Linked DNA regions of Mus musculus: region 2 is linked to region 1. A link is a contact called in public HiChIP or PLAC-seq data. All regions are on one chromosome and are shown on one strand. Each heading gives the region's core, a stretch centred on a gene start, on an enhancer-like site or on the middle of the called end of the contact. The rest is flanking DNA. Distances are from core to core; before and after follow the strand shown.

Evidence for each region. HiChIP or PLAC-seq counts read pairs in DNA pulled down with a chosen protein or histone mark.
Region 2: a contact with region 1 is called in an H3K4me3 HiChIP or PLAC-seq map of intestinal villus epithelium, with 5 times the contacts expected there. The contact joins two enhancer-like sites. A contact is called at or near these places in 2 of 15 datasets of contacts at CTCF or cohesin (the NIH/3T3 cell line and pro-B cells), 10 of 484 Hi-C or Micro-C datasets (the AML12 cell line, CD4 single positive thymocytes, bone marrow-derived macrophages and 5 more), 22 of 115 datasets of contacts at active chromatin or transcription factors (Th17 cells, acute myeloid leukemia, bone marrow-derived macrophages and 11 more) and 4 of 9 other capture datasets (adipose tissue, embryonic stem cells, liver and 1 more).

What each region holds. Positions count from the first base shown.
Region 1 is chr14:54,382,407-54,385,106 of GRCm38.p6, forward strand. The region is part of intron 2 of Slc7a7 (solute carrier family 7 (cationic amino acid transporter, y+ system), member 7); the gene reads right to left. Among named protein-coding and RNA genes, the nearest start is that of Oxa1l, 23 kb to the left of the region's middle. Within about 2 kb of position 1,330, at least 65 of the 459 cell types and tissues checked have an H3K27ac peak or open chromatin away from gene starts, as enhancers often do. A contact at or near this core is called in the AML12 cell line, bone marrow-derived macrophages, intestinal villus epithelium and 2 more, where this site is marked.
Region 2 is chr14:54,232,087-54,234,786 of GRCm38.p6, forward strand. No RefSeq gene overlaps it. Among named protein-coding and RNA genes, the nearest start is that of Dad1, 20 kb to the right of the region's middle. Within about 2 kb of position 1,380, at least 138 of the 459 cell types and tissues checked have an H3K27ac peak or open chromatin away from gene starts, as enhancers often do. A contact at or near this core is called in the AML12 cell line, bone marrow-derived macrophages, intestinal villus epithelium and 2 more, where this site is marked.

The DNA.
Region 1 (2,700 bases), core at 80-2,579:
CCTTAGGCATCCCGTGCGTAGAAAAGAAAAGGGCTGAAGCCTGGTGCCGGCTGCAGGAAAACCTAGTGACTCAAAGTGATTTCACACAGCGTGGCATCTTCTCAGGCCACTTTGCTAGAGACATTAGAACTAAGGCGATGAGGACCAGGGTGGTGGAGACCATTCTTTTACCAGGGCTGCTTAGCTGTGCATGTCTCTCACCCTCTATTTAGACCTAAGCCTCATATTAGAATCTACTGAACCTCTTTGCTTGTTCGTTTCCCTTCCCAGTGTTGCCATACTGAGTGCATCTCCCTCTGCATCTACTCTTACTTTGTCTCTTTGAGTGGCCAACGATGCCCCAGGGTGGGCCAGCCTAGCAGGGTAACCATAGGTCACAGCATGGGACTGGAATAGACTTAAAGGACTACTTCTGCTTCGCAGAGTCTGCAGCTCCATGTCACAGGGCACTTTGTCTTGGTTCTGTTCACGGTCATGAGCACAGACAAGACAGCTGACTCACGCCTTTTCTTACAGCGACCCCGGCCAGGAGAATGCGGAGCAGCGGTTCTCAACCTTCCTAATGCTGAGACCCTTTAATGCAGTTCCTCATGCCACAGTGACCCTCCCCAAACAAAAAATTTTGTTGCTACTTCACCATTTTAATTCTACTACTGTTATGAATCATAATGTAAATATATGTTATGTAGGGTATCTGACATGTGACCCCTGTGAAAGGGTCATTGGACCCCCACGCACACTCATCGAGGTCACAACTCCCAGGCTGAGAATGTTGATATTTTGATCCCTACGGCTAGGATCACTTCATCCCTTCTGTTACCTGCCATGTTCCCCACTACTGGGGAACAACCCCCAGTCACAGACCCCCATCATGTCCCGGTCTGCTCTCTGTACTGAACTTGAGGAGGGGAGGCTCAATTTGAATGCAAAACCCTACACACAGAGACGGGAGCACTGAGAGAACCGGCTGAAGGGAGCTGGCTCACACCTTGCACAGCTCCCAGCTTCCTCCAGAGAGCCTGGCCCTGGGAACAGGAAATGAATAAGGCAAGCCTCAATGCTGACTAGGCTCTTTGTCCCCACCCCTAACAGATACAGCTGACCAGAGTCCCCAAAGCTCAGCCAAAAGTATGGCTCTTGAAGCAAAGCCCCACCTCCTGCTGCGGAGTCAGAGGAAGGAGACCTCAGGGTTAGAATAATAGGGATGGATGCAAGTTAGCCTACAGACAAAGACACCTGCCCTTCTACCCCGGCGGGTAATTCAGTCCCCACCCAATACTGAGCCAAGTCCATGGGAGGATTGCCTAAAATGACCTTTAACCTTGACCCAGCTGCTACTCTATCCCTGCAAGGCAGCTGCTGGGAAGATGACACTCCTGCAACCTGAAGAGGCACTCCAGGACAGGTCAACCCCAGCAGACACAAAGTCTCTGGGGAGGATGCTGTCATGAGGGCCCAGAATCCGCTCTAGAACAAAATGGAAATGCCCAGGTTGTTCTGAAAAGGGAAGGTGGGAGACCGATCAGTTAAGAGTACTTGCTGCTCTTGCAGAGAACCCATGTCTAGTCCCCAACACCCACACAACTAACTACCCATAACTCCGGTTCTAGGGGACCATACACAATTTTCTGATCTCTGCAGGATCCTCCATGCACACGACACACACATGCATCCAGGCACATACACATAAGATAATTTTTAATCCAAAAGTAGCAATACCTTTAGCCTGCTCTGATCAATGCCCAGGTTTAACTTCAAATAGTCTAAAGTCTCACCAACAAACTGTGAGTCCTTATCCCGTAGAGATTAATCCTGAAGCTTACAAGTTAAATGTTAATGATGCTTAGATAAGCTTCAGTACTCTCACGGGATGGGACCACAGCAGCGACAACGTACACTGTGCTGGAGTAACAAACGTTGGTCTCATTGTTCACTCTACTTTTGCATTAATATGTGCTTGCATTTTTCCACAATATGCTCTTCTTAATTCATAGAGTTCAAAATATAACAGAATGAAATTAATACCATCAAAGGATGTCAGGGAAGCCCTGTCTCCTTTCCCGCTTCTTACATGTTTTGTAATCTTTATTGGGAAAGCAAACTGCCTTTTTCTAATCTGACAATGTGTGCCACACGCCACAAGTCCAGACCGTCTATCTGGTCCTGCACCTGTTCTAGCCTTCCTGTCTGCATGTGCACCACATGAGTGCGGGTGCCTGAGAAAGCCAGAGGCCTGAGCTACAGGCGACCTGTGTGAGCCACTCCCTGTGGGTGCTGGGAATCTAACCCAGATCCTGTACGAGGGCTGTGACTGCGGAGCCATCTCTCCAGCCCTGGTTTTCCTGCACTGATGGAAGATGGCTTACATCGCAATAGCAGACCCTGTGTGTGGTGGTGTGGGTTGGCCTTTAATGCCAACACTGGGGAGGCAGAGAATGGTGAACCTCTGGTTTTGAGTTCCAGGCAGGCCAAGGGACATAGTAATACCCTGTCTCAAAGACAGAGAGAGAGAGAGAGAGAGAGAGAGAGAGAGAGAGAGAGAGAGAGAGAGAGAGAGAGAGAGTCAGAGTCAGAGTCAGAGTCAGAGTCAGAGTCAGAGTCAGAGTCAGTCTGGTAGGGCAGTGATGGTACTCATCTTTAATCCTAGTACTCAGGAGGCAGAGATAGATCTCTAAATTCAAGGCCATCCTGGTCTACAGA
Region 2 (2,700 bases), core at 130-2,629, 150 kb before region 1:
GGTGCTGAGGGAGGAAGCATCATGTGAGAGATGCCAGTTCTGCTGCCTTCCATGAGGGCCAGTGAATCTGTAGCTGATGCGTGAAGCATCACCGCTCCCAGACTCATTAGTCATTAGCTCATCCAAAGCAAATAAATGCTTTGAGTCAGAAAGAAGATTCACATCCTAACACTGGCAACCCAACGCTCCACCTCCCCACTTGGAGAAAGGAGACTACATCCCTGTGAGATTAGAGAACCTCACGGGATCATAGAACTTCAACAGCAGACGGGAACAGGCACTTGATACTGTGCGAGACACACAGGGCATAAGTGGGTTTACTCACCCCCTAGACAGCGAGGCTGCTTCTTATCTTTATAGCCCATGCCTACTGGGCACAGCCCAGGCGCCTAATTAATTATTTACAGAATTGTACAGACAGAGGGTCCTCTAAGGTTCAAAAGACAATATGTAGCGGAACACAGTCTCAATTCAACACTTTACATCATGCAAAGCACATTCCACAATACCGGGCTGCCCACATTAGGAAAAAAAAAAATGTGTGCTCAGACTTATAAATTCAAAATTAAGTAAGTAAAATATTTCTGTCTAGTCTGACAGAAATTCTCATTTTTTTCTTTCTCACTAAAGTTCTTATTCAAGGTAAAGGACCACACATACCCAGGGGAAAAAAAAATTTTTTTTTTTTTTAATTAGCTATCGTCTTATACTGGCTAGTTCTCATGTCAGTTTGACAGTCTGGAATCATTTGGGAAAAGGGATGTCAATTGAAAAAAGTCCCCCTCAGATTGATGGGCAAGCCTGTGGGGGCATTTTCTTAGTAACTGATGAGGGAAAGCCCAACCCATTGTAGGTGGTGCCACCCTGAGCAAGCTGGCCCTGCTATAAGAAAGCAGGCTGAGCAAGGTATTGTAAGGCAGCAGGCAGCTTTCACCCCTGGTTTGAGCATCAGCTCCTGCCTTGCATTCCTGCCCCGACTTCCCCGATTCCCCGACTGATGGATTTCAGCTGTAAACTGAAACAAACCCTTTCCTCCCATGGGGCTTCCACCCCCCACCCCACCCCATGGCGTTTTATCACAGCAATGAAAACCCTAAGATAAATCTTAAGTCATGAGGCACCCAAACACTAGCCTAGACTTCCAGTCCACAACCCACCAGAACTACAACTGAGCTAGTAGCTTCCAGGTGCTGGAAACTAGCTGATGCTGGCTGGCTTGCTGACTTTCCCAAAGAAGGGAACAAATCTCTGTCACTTCCCCCAAGTATGTTCCAACAATCATAACAAGAGCGCTTTGTGGGCCAAGATCACAGACGTGATCAAAGAGCAGAGGTGCAGGCTGCCGGGAGAGGAAGCAGGAGGAACATTTGCATGCCGTGGTGACAGGAAGTGTGTAGGCAGAGGGTGCAAAGGGCTGTTTCCCACCACTGCCGAGCAAGGAACAATGTACAGTAGTTGTGGTAAATGGCTTGCAGCCCCACAGATTGAACACAGGAAATAAAAATAACCCCCCCCCCCACACACACACACAGAGGAGGTGTGAGCTGGAAGCTGCAGGAAACAGCAGGACATCCATCCCTCAGCCCATACAGTACCTGAGTCAGCAAAACCAACCCCTCCGCCCGGGGAGCCTTGTGGAAGGCCCTTCCCTAGTTGAGGAATAACCCACGGTTAGCCTCTCTGTGCGTATGGAACTGAGAGCCACAGAGCAAGCTAACTAAAGTCTACAGCAAGCCTATGGTGCATTTTCAAATTTGAACTCAAGACCCCTGAAAGTAGTTTGTACTGTTGTAAACGGTACAAACTCACAACAAGCTACGCCTGCCGCCAAGGCTAGTCCAAGGGGAAAATCACAACCCCGAGACAAAAGCAGATCTGCGCCTGGAAACTAGTACCCGGCCCAGGTGGCTCTAAGCCACTGCGAGAAATGTAAATCTTCACGCGTACTGTTGTGACGTCTTCCTTTGCTCTTAAAGTCCGATTGCTTTTCATATCTGAAATATCTGCTTATTGAATCCAAAGTAAACCTCATCCACTTCTCCGGGGAAAGCTGCAGGATGTCTGCACGAGTGTCGAGCACACTGATCGCTCAGCCATCCTAGTGAACTTCTCCTCAGTGCTAGGCCTTGGCCCACAGGACCCCTGCCAGGTTTTGTCATTATATTGAACCCAACCATTCCTAAAAGGCTTGTTAACTCACTCTGGAGTATGTCTAGCTAAGCAAAGAGCTAATAAAGAATGGAGAGGCTCAAGCTCTGTTAAGCTTCCGGGTAGTTGCAGGATACACCCAGAGCTGGAAATGCGGGCATCTCAGACTTCCGGGTGCACACCACCACCTGGCACCGTGTTAAAATGCAAAGCTTTGCTTCTGTCGCTTGGGGGTAAGGCCTGGGAGTCTCCTTTTCCAACAGCTCCAACAGTGGCCAGTACCACTAATGGCCGACTACCCACTGAATGGCAAGCCTCAATCATCCAGGATAGGGGTAGTCAGCTACACCCGAGACTGATTTGATCCAGTGTGACCCGGGCAACAGAAGCGTGAGTTCCTCAGCCTATGGCAGCGTGCAGTCCTATGGGAGGGCTTCTGGAGCACGGGTCATTTGGTAATCAGCTTCAGGGGAACACGACAGGGCTGTTCCCCATATATGGCAAACTTACTGCTCCTGAGAGACACAGAGCTCACTGGATACAGGATGCCTA